2 separate regions of the Sus scrofa genome follow, and region 1 is linked to region 2. Evidence: chromatin contacts called from public Hi-C data. All regions are on one chromosome and are shown on one strand. Each heading gives the region's core, a stretch centred on a gene start, on an enhancer-like site or on the middle of the called end of the contact. The rest is flanking DNA. Distances are from core to core; before and after follow the strand shown.

Evidence for each region. A called contact is a pair of places that touch in the nucleus more often than the background predicts.
Region 1: a Hi-C map of alveolar macrophages shows a contact between it and region 2, with 1.9 times the contacts expected there. The contact joins the enhancer-like site here to the promoter of RHBDF2 in region 2. A contact is called at or near these places in 4 of 47 Hi-C or Micro-C datasets (alveolar macrophages, blood, liver and 1 more) and 1 of 2 datasets of contacts at active chromatin or transcription factors (alveolar macrophages).

The regions. Positions count from the first base shown.
Region 1 is chr12:5,104,355-5,109,185 of Sscrofa11.1, forward strand. It overlaps UBE2O ((E3-independent) E2 ubiquitin-conjugating enzyme), which reads left to right. Exons shown (of 18, transcript XM_021066587.1): 8 at 89-164; 9 at 459-934; 10 at 1,310-1,464; 11 at 1,692-1,804; 12 at 1,896-2,024; 13 at 2,668-2,757; 14 at 3,964-4,660. Among named protein-coding and RNA genes, the nearest start is that of SPHK1, 16 kb to the right of the region's middle. Within about 2 kb of position 2,102, at least 1 of the 83 cell types and tissues checked has an H3K27ac peak or open chromatin away from gene starts, as enhancers often do. A contact at or near this core is called in alveolar macrophages, where this site is marked.
Region 2 is chr12:5,006,956-5,011,480 of Sscrofa11.1, forward strand. It overlaps RHBDF2 (inactive rhomboid protein 2), which reads left to right and starts at 1,579. Exons shown (of 19, transcript XM_021066584.1): 1 at 1,579-1,598.

The DNA of each region.
Region 1 (4,831 bases), core at 852-3,351, 98 kb after region 2:
CGTCCCCTGAGCAAGGCTGCGGGCTGCAGGCCCCAGTGTGGGGGGCCGAGAGCGCCGTGACCCAGCCCCCGCGTCTTCCCGCTTGCAGGGTGAAGCGTCTCGGATGCTTTGACCATGCTCAGCGGCAGCTGGGGGAGCGCTGTCTTTATGTCTTCCCAGCCAAGGTAGAGCCGGCCAGGATTGCCTGTGAATGTCCAGAAAAACACTGCGCCCAGGGGGAGGGCTCTATGGCCAAGAAGGTATGTCCTCGGGGCTGGGGTGTGGCGGGCGTGTGAGGAGCTGGCCCTGAGCCATTCCCACGGCCGGGAAGGTCTGTGCTCTGGGCCTTGGGGGGCAGTGCCGACGACCCTTGCAGGCCAGTTAGGTATGGAGAGCTGTCGCCCCCCGGCCCCCGCTGCCTGGGGCCTGGCCGCGCCGCCCTGCCCTCCGCAGCGCCGCCTCCCCGCTCCGCCCCGCAGGTGAAGCGCCTCTTGAAGAAGCAGGTCGTGAGGATCATGTCGTGCTCCCCGGACACCCCGTGCCCCCGGGACCATTCCGTGGAGGACGCGGCGGGCAAGAAGGGGGGCGCCAAAGCCAAGAGCGAGACGGGGTCCACCAGCCCCGAGGGCACGCCCGGCGGGTCCGCCAGCCCCGAGGAGATGCAGGACGAGGGCCCGGAGGAGGCACAGGAGGCCGGCGAGCAGCTGCCCCCCTTCCTGCTGAAGGAAGCGGGGGACGACAGGCTGCACTCAGCCGAGCAGGACGCGGATGATGAGGCCGCCGACGACACGGATGACACCAGCTCCGTGACCTCCTCCGCCAGCTCCACCACCTCCTCCCAGAGTGGCAGTGGCGCAAGTCGCAAAAAGAGCATACCCTTGTCTATCAAGAACCTAAAGCGGAAGCACAAGCGGAAGAAGAATAAAATCACTCGCGACTTCAAGCCAGGGGACAGGTAAGCTCGGGGCTCCCTCCGTCCCTGCAGAGCGTCCAGCCGGAGACTGGCCCCGGCGCCCATGCCCGCGGGTGCGCATGTGGTCTGCAACCTCTGTAAGGGCTCGGGGTGCCCAGGCAAGGCGGCTTAGGTGCCTGGGGCTGGCGGGGTGGAAAGGCGAGACCTGGCAGTGGGGCAGATGGGCCGGGGGCCGGTCCTGGAGGAGACGCAGGGCGGAGGCACGGCAGGTGAGCCTCCGCTGGCTGGTTTTCTTCCCTCCTGCCTGGGGTCAGGAGCCTCACCAAGCCCACAGGGCGGGGCGGTGGGGAGCGAGGGTTCCTGTCCTTTCCTCTGGGAGGCGTCCCGGTGGCCCGGCTCACTGGGCCCGCGCTGCAGGGTGGCGGTGGAGGTGGTGACCACAATGACCTCGGCGGACGTGATGTGGCAGGACGGCTCTGTGGAGTGCAGCATCCGCTCCAACGACCTCTTCCCCGTGCACCACCTGGACAACAACGAGTTCTGCCCCGGGGACTTCGTGGTGGACAAGCGAGGTAGGGCCAGGCAGAGCCTGGGAGGAAGGGCCAGAGGTCTGGGGTCAGGGAGGCTGCCCCGCAGAAGGCGCGCTCTCGTGAAGACGGGAGAGCCTCCCTGGCCTCCAGTGGCCCAGCCAGGGAACCAGTGGGTTGCACGCCCTGCCGTGGTCGACTGGAGTTGGGGGGGTGCCCATGGCGCCACCAGGGCACCTGAACGAGGCGTGTCCCCTCCTCTGGGTCCCCAGTCCAGAGCTGCCCGGATCCCGCTGTCTATGGCGTGGTGCAGTCCGGGGACCACGTGGGCCGCACCTGCATGGTCAAGTGGTTCAAGCTGCGGCCGAGCGGAGACGACGTGGAGGTGCGTGTGTGCCGCCCCTGCGCTCCGTCAGGGTGGGCTCTGGTGGGCCGCGGGTGGGGCCCCGGGCTCACCGCCGTCCGTCCCGACCCAGCTGATCGGGGAAGAGGAAGACGTGAGCGTCTACGACATCGCTGACCACCCTGACTTTCGGTTCCGCACAACCGACATCGTCATCCGAATTGGCAACACGGAGGATGGAGCACCTCACAAGGAGGATGAGGTACGCCCGCCGCTCGCCCTCGGGTTCCAGCCCGGACTCCTCCTCACTGGCCCGGGTGGCAGCTGCACTACCTGATGGTGCCACCAGGGGGCGTCAGGAGCCCAGGCCTGTGAGTCCTCTGGGCGGCCTGTCCCTAGCACCTTCCCCAGGAGAGTGGCCATCCCAGGTGGGGCTGCCCCTCGGCCTGACCACCTGCACGAGGACTCCCCAGCCTGCCAGGATCAGACCTCGTTCACTTAGCTGCTCCCTGAGCTCCAGAAGTTAGCTATTAGGGAAGCCCCGCTCCTGTCCGAAGTGAGTGAGCACAGGAGAGGCCTGCAGAGGTGGCCTCTGAGCTGGGCCCTGGAGAAGAAGTGGGACACTAGGTGGGGTCAGGCAGAAGCAGGGGAACCAAAGTCCGAACCCCTGGAACCCCATCATGGGGATGTCTGGAAACCCGGAGAGACCAGGATGCCGAGAACAGGAAGGGAGTGAGTGGGGGCTCGGGACAGCCGGCAGTGGGGCTGTTTCAGCCAGAGGGTCCCATGCCCCACTTCCTCACGGGGCCTCTGGCGACCACCCACATCCCTCTGTTCTCTTGGCCTGGCCCCTGCCCCCACCCTCGGAGAGCTGCACCTTTGACCCGGTCCCATTTGCCCTGCAGCCGTCGGTCGGCCAGGTGGCCCGCGTGGACGTCAGCAGCAAGGTGGAGGTGGTGTGGGCTGACAACTCCAAGACCATCATCCTGCCGCAGGTAAGGCCCTGCTCGAAACTGGCAGCTGGGCCGCTGGGCGGGGGTGGGGAGAGTCGCGGGCCTGCCTGGCTGGGCTGTCTTCTTTTGGGTAGGGGGTCTCGGGGAAGCTTGAAGGGAAGAGTGCAGGGTGAGGGAGGAGAACGGAGGGCAGCCCTCAGCTGGCCCGTCAGTCTCAGCCCACCTGGCGGGCTCCCTGGGTTGCCAGGTGTGTGTAGATTTTCACAAAGCTCTCGGCCCTGCCTTGATCCCCGTCTCACTGTGCTAAGAAAACGCAGGTTGCAGAGTTCCCCCTGTGGCACAGCGCGTTAAGCACCTGACTGCAGTGGTGCAGGTCACTGCGGAGGTGTAGCAACAATCCCCAGCCCGGTGCAGTGAGTTTAAAGGATCTGGCGTTGCTGCAGCTGCGGCGTCGTCGGCAGCTGCGGCACAGATTCTGTCCCTGACCCGGGAACAGCTATATGCCGCAGGTGCAGCCATTTAAAAACAAGACAAAACAAAAACACAGGGTGCTTGGAGGAGTTCCCATCATAGCGCAGCAGAAGCGAATCCGACTAGGAACCATGAGGTTGCGGGTTCCATCCCTGGCCTCGCTCAGTGGCTTACGGATCCGGCGTTGCCGTGAGCTGTGGTGTAGATCACAGACGCGGCTCGGATCCCACATGGCCATGGCTGTGGTGCAGGATTCGACCCCTAGCCTGGGAACCTCCGTATGCTGCAGGCGTGGCCCTAAAAAGAAAGAAAGGAAACAGGTTGCTTCCTATAGGGAGCAGAGCCTTCCCACCAGCACCTCGAGGAGTGCGTTCACAGACCAGGGAAGGGCGCAGATGGGTCCTGCGCGGCGGGACTGTTCGGCGCCGTTTCTTTGCCCCTCGTCGGAGCTGATCCTCACACCCCGGCTCACCCCTCCCGGTGCTGGCATGGGGGGGCGGGGGGAATGGCGCACCCCTCATCCAGGAGGCCATTCCGGGGATGGGAACAGGATGCGACACAGCCCAGCAGAGTGAGTGCACTTGGTGGCCAGGAGGCCAGACTAGACTGTCGGCTGGGCCTCGGGTCCTGGGCGGGGCCGGGCAGCGGAGGTGCCTCCCGGGGCCTAGAGACCACCTGGCACAGAGGCCCAACTACAGAGCCAGGGCAGGAAAGGGAGGAAGGGCCGAGGGGCTGCCGAGGGCCGGGGTCCCCAGCAGAGCGCCCCTCTTCCCCCAGCACCTGTACAACATCGAGTCCGAGATCGAGGAGTCAGACTATGACTCGGTCGAAGGCAGCACCAGCGGGGCATCCTCGGATGAGTGGGAGGACGACAGTGACAGCTGGGAGACGGACAATGGGCTGGTGGAGGACGAGCACCCCAAGATAGAGGAGCCCCCCCTCCCAGCCACCGAGCCGCCGGCAGCCCCCGAGGAGGACAAGGGTGTGGTGATCAGCGAGGAGGCCGCCACGGCCGCCATCCAGGGGGCCGTGGCCATGGCCGCCCCTGTGGCCGGGCTGATGGAGAAGGCTGGCAAGGACGGGCCCCCGAAGAGCTTCCGCGAGCTGAAGGAGGCCATCAAGATCCTGGAGAGCCTCAAGAACATGACCGTGGAGCAGCTCCTGACGGGCTCGCCCACCTCCCCCACAGTGGAGCCCGAGAAGCCCACGCGGGAGAAGAAGTTTCTGGATGACATCAAGAAGCTGCAGGAGAACCTCAAGAAGACCCTGGACAACGTGGCCATCGCGGAGGAGGAGAAGATGGAGGCGGCGCCGGACGCGGAGCGCAAGGAGGAGAAGCCCGAGGGGCAGTCGCCCGTGAAGGCCGAGTGGCCCAGCGAGACGCCCGTGCTCTGCCAGCAGTGCGGCGGCAAGCCCGGGGTCACCTTCACCAGCGCCAAGGGCGAGGTCTTCTCGGTGCTGGAGTTCGCGCCCTGTGAGTTCGCCCCGTTCGCATTACAGATCCGGAGGCCGGGTGGCCGGGGCGGGGCACCACGTCCCGGGTGAGGGCACAGGAGGGCTGCGTGGCGAGCCTGTGGGTGTGTCCCCCCCCCCATCTGGGACGTGCTCCCGGCAGGTGCTCCCTTGGGGCCACGTTTCCCTGGGT
Region 2 (4,525 bases), core at 329-2,828:
GCACCTGCACGCTGGGCAGCGTGCCCTGTTTCTTTCTTTTTTTTTTTTTTTTTGTCTTTTTAGGGCCGCACCCGCGGCCTATGGAGGTTCCCAGGCTAGGGGTCGCATCAGGGCTACAGCTGCCGGACTACCCCACAGCCACAGCCACACCAGACCTGGGCCCCATCTGCCACCTACCCCACAGCTCACAGCAACGCTGGATCCTGAATCCAGGGATCGAGGCCGGGGTCGAACCCGCATCCTTATGGATCCTAGTCAGGTTTGTTAACTGCTGAGTCACAAAGGGAACTCCCCAGCGTGCCCTGTTTCTGATGGGACAAATCCATGACATCGGCCGCCACCTGGAATCCCTCCACTCCTCCTGGGGGCTCCTGCAGGACCACTCGCCAGAGTCTACCGTCGGATGGTGACTGAGTTAAGTCCAGCTGCTCGACCTCTCTCTCTCTCTCTGCCTCCTCTGTCTCAGCCCTGCAATGGAGGTGATAGAAAGGGTACCACTTCTGGAGCTGTCTCAAGGGTGGCGTGTGCTAGATAACGTGTTAGACCACAGGGGTCAGGGGAAGGATTCGGGACGGCTTGCTGCCCTTCCTGTCATTGTTCCTTGAGTGCTTCATCTCCCCGGCAGAACACCGGCTCTCCTCGTGGGGCTCTGGTCTTCTCTGTACCCCGCAGCTTCCCAAGATTTGGATGCTGTGGGTGCCAGATACGTGGTCCCCGCTTGTGCTCCTGCCGAGGGATCCTCCAGCTTCGGCCCACCCTCCACTCCCCAAAGCCTTTCTCTGGCTGATCTTCCTTCTCTTTACTCCCCACCCCCACCCCTACCTGCCCTCTCACCCCACCCCCCACCCCTGTCCAGGTTAGTGATAACAGGGGTGCTGGGGGGGTTCCTCAGGAGCTCTGCAAAGGATCAAGGTCTGGACCCACCCTGAGACCAACACCATGGCCAGATTCCTGTCCCCAGGCTTCCAGACCTTGCCCCTCTCCCCGGAGGCTTGAGTATCACATCAACCTCTGGTCCTCCAGGCTGGCGAGGCCTGCTCCAGGGGGAAGGCGAGATGATAAGAGCCGGCCCAGGGCTGAGAAAGGGACATCTGGCCTTGGGAGCTCAGCCCGGATCCCGCCCCCAACACACCCACCCACACAATCGTTTAGTTCATCTAGTCTGAAGGGGGAGGCTAGGCGGGTCCTTGGCCTCCAAGGAGGGAGATGGGTGCCCCCTGCCCCTGGAGGTAGTCAGACCCTGAGCAATCCTGGCACCAGCAGGGGTCAGCCCGGGCCACAGCTACCCAGTGCGTCAGAGTAGATGGGTCTGCACTTGCCTCTGGGAGCGGGGAGGTGCAGGAATTTTTGGCTCAGGCTGCAGGGCAGCTGCTTGAGGGACTCTGCAGGGGTGGGGCCAAGTGGACTGTGCCTGCCCCCACCCCAGGGAAGCAGCAGAGCTAGGGGAGAAATTGCAGCAGAGGAGGGAGATCAAGAGTCAGAGCAGAGCTTCTCTGGGCTGAGAGCAAATAGAGACTGGCTTGGAGGAGACATTGGGGACCTCCTGTGATAACAGTAAGAGCAGTCTGAGTTTCAACGGCAGCTGCTAACAATTAGAAGTGAGTACCCTCTAAGGGGCTTCTTACAAAAGCCCCATGTTTTTTTTTTTTTCCTTTTTCAGCCACGCTGGAGGCATATGGAAGTTCCCCAGCCAGGGTTCCCATACCAGCCACAGCTGCAACCCCCCACTACAGCTGCGGCAACACCTGATCCTTAACCCACTGCCCCACAGTGGAAACTCCTACCTCTATTTTATTTTAGTTTTTATTTTTACAGACTAGGGAAGTTTTCAGGCTAGGCGTCGAATTGGAGCTGCAGCTGCAGACCTACGCCACAGCCACAGCAACACTGGATGGGAGCTGCATCTGGGACTTTTCCTGCAGCTTGGGGCAACGCTGGATCCTTAACCCACTGAGCAAGGCCAGGGATAGAACTGCATCCTCATGGATACTAGTCGGGTTCTTAACCCGCTAAGCCACAACGGGGAACTCCGGAATCTCCAGATCTTGACATCTTTCCTCTGCGTCCGTGGCAGGAATCCATGCGAACCAAGATTCTGCCCCATCAGGAAGGTTCTGCGTCATTGGAGCAGAGGCAGCGCGGGTGTTTTACTGAGTCTGCCCTAAAGAAGATTCCTGTGACTCGTCTAGAGACCCCGCCGTCCACCCAGGCACCCAGCCAGAGCTTCTCCCAGCGGCAAACCCTAGGCACGCTTCTGTCATTGGCACCAGCTCTGGACTTAATGCCGAGGGAGGGTGGGGGCAGGGGAAGTTGAGTAAGACCCGTCCTCAGCCTTGGAAGGCGCCTCCGCCTCGGGAGGATGCGGAGGAGGGCGCGTTGGCGGTAACGGAGAGTCGCGGGCAGGGGCAGAGATGAGAGAAGGCTTCCTGGAGGCAGAAGCTGCAACAGGACTCACAGGCGAGACCTTCCAAATGTGTTTCAAGGAAAGGGTGAGGGCTAAAAGGTCCGGGGGAACAGGCTTGTTTGACCTAAGGATGAAGGCGCTGGAGGGAGGGTATGGGAGATGGCTGTTACTGGAGTGGTTTTTCTAGAGGGTTGACGTGATCGTGGCACTTCGGACCTAGATTTTTCTCTTTGTCGGGGGAGGAGAGGATGGCGCCCGGAAGACGAGCTCCAGCGGAAAATAGGGCTCTGCCCGGGCTGAGACACCACTGGATCCGTCGCTGGGCACCGCTGCCCCAGGAACCGCAGAGCAGGACACTGGCGTCCAGCGCGGACCCGGCCCGGGCCGGCCCGCCCCGCCCCGCCCCCCGGCACCAGGCCCCGCCCCAGGCCCCGCCCCCGCCCCGCCCCCTCCCCCGCCGCCCCGCGCAGGTAGGGAAGAGGCGGAGCGCCGGGGCCCCGCCCCCAGGAGCCACCGCCCAGCCGCTGGCCGGCGCCGCTCGGAGCTGCGTCCTGGGGACTTGGGGCCGCAGGGAGGTGAGCGCGGGGCAGCGGGCGGGGCCGGGCTCGCGGCAGCCGGGCGGCCGGTGCCAGAGGGGCCGCGGGATTGCGCCGGAGCACGCCTTGGGGCGGCGGTGCGCGGCGGCGAGGGGGCCGGCCTGCGGAGTTCTCGGGCCCCACGTGGGCCAAGCCTGGGGCCAGAGGCCAGGGCTGGACTTCAAGGGGCCGCTGGACCGGGTGTGCTGGCTTCTTGTGCTCGGCTGGGACGAGGCGCCTAAGGGGTTCGTGGGCCATGGGTCACCAGAGATGGGGGCATGACAATTGGGCCGAAGTTTAAAGTCCCGGGAGGAAGAGAGGGGACAGCCCTAGGGCCGGACCGCGCCGTCCCGCCTTCGTCCCAGAAGCGCCTGGAATTCATACCTTCTGCTCCCCTCCCCTTTCTCCTGGGTGAGCAGTCGCGGCCGGGGCGGGGTTTTTCGGTTCAGCCTGCCGCCGAGGTGGAAACAGGTGCGGCCGGGGAGGCTTCTTGCCAGGCTGGTCCAGAGCTCAGAAACTGGACCCCAAAGTCCTGATTTTTCGGCAGAGAGGCTTGGGAAGGCTGCCCCGCTCCGGTTCCCCCGGGGCTCTGCGTTAGGTTAGGGAGGGACTCGTCTTTAGGTCGCAGACTCTCTCCACCCCCACCCCCCCACCCCCCGCCAACTCCAGGGCAGAGGGGACCCTAGGTATCAGCCTAACTGGGTGAAAAGCCAAGGGGGAGGGCCTAGAGTTGGAGCCCCTGCGAGGGAATGTCTAAGGAGCGGAGGGATTGCAGGATCGACCCCACATGCGGCAGCTGTTTGCCAAATGGCTAGATTTAAGACCCTGTGTGGGTGGCTTTTGCTGGTCATATAAGGAGCCCAGCGGCTGTGTTATGTCTCTCACTCCCTGTAGGAAAGGCAGAGGGAAGAGTGGAAAGTGAAACTTGTTTTAGAGCAGTAGTCTTCAGCCGGGCATTTTTTTTTCCTGCCAGGGAACATTCAGCAATGTCTGGAGACCTTGTGGTTGTCACAACTCAGGGGAAGGGGCCAGTGTTGTTGCTACTGGCCGCCGGTGCATAGAGGCCAGGGAGGCTGCGAATCATCCTACGGGACGGCCCCCACCGCAAAGAATCCCCCAGCTGTCCATAGTGCCCTGCTGTGGTTGAGGGACCCCGGTGCAGCCCCTGGTCCGTCAAGTTCTGTATTGACTGCCCCACTCCCTGCCTCAGTTTCCCCAGGGGTTAGAGAAGGAACTTGGAGTATAGCCTAAATGAGATACATGGTTCCCAGCTTAAACCACGGGCCCTGCAGGAAGCCGGTCTGGGTGCTGTGGTGGGAGGAGCTGAGACCAAAGGGCTGCGAACTGGGGCCCTCTCACGGCTCTGTCCTGGAGTGCTTCACCCCCAGGGCGCTTCCCACGCAGGGGGGAACCAGGACAGCCCTGGAGTTCAAATATCCCCATAGGGTCTGGTGGGGGGGGGTGGTGTCTGTTCTCATACATTTTCCCAGCACTGGTTTGCTGAGGCGGCCGTGGACGCCTGGCACCGTGTGACCTGCTGTGATTT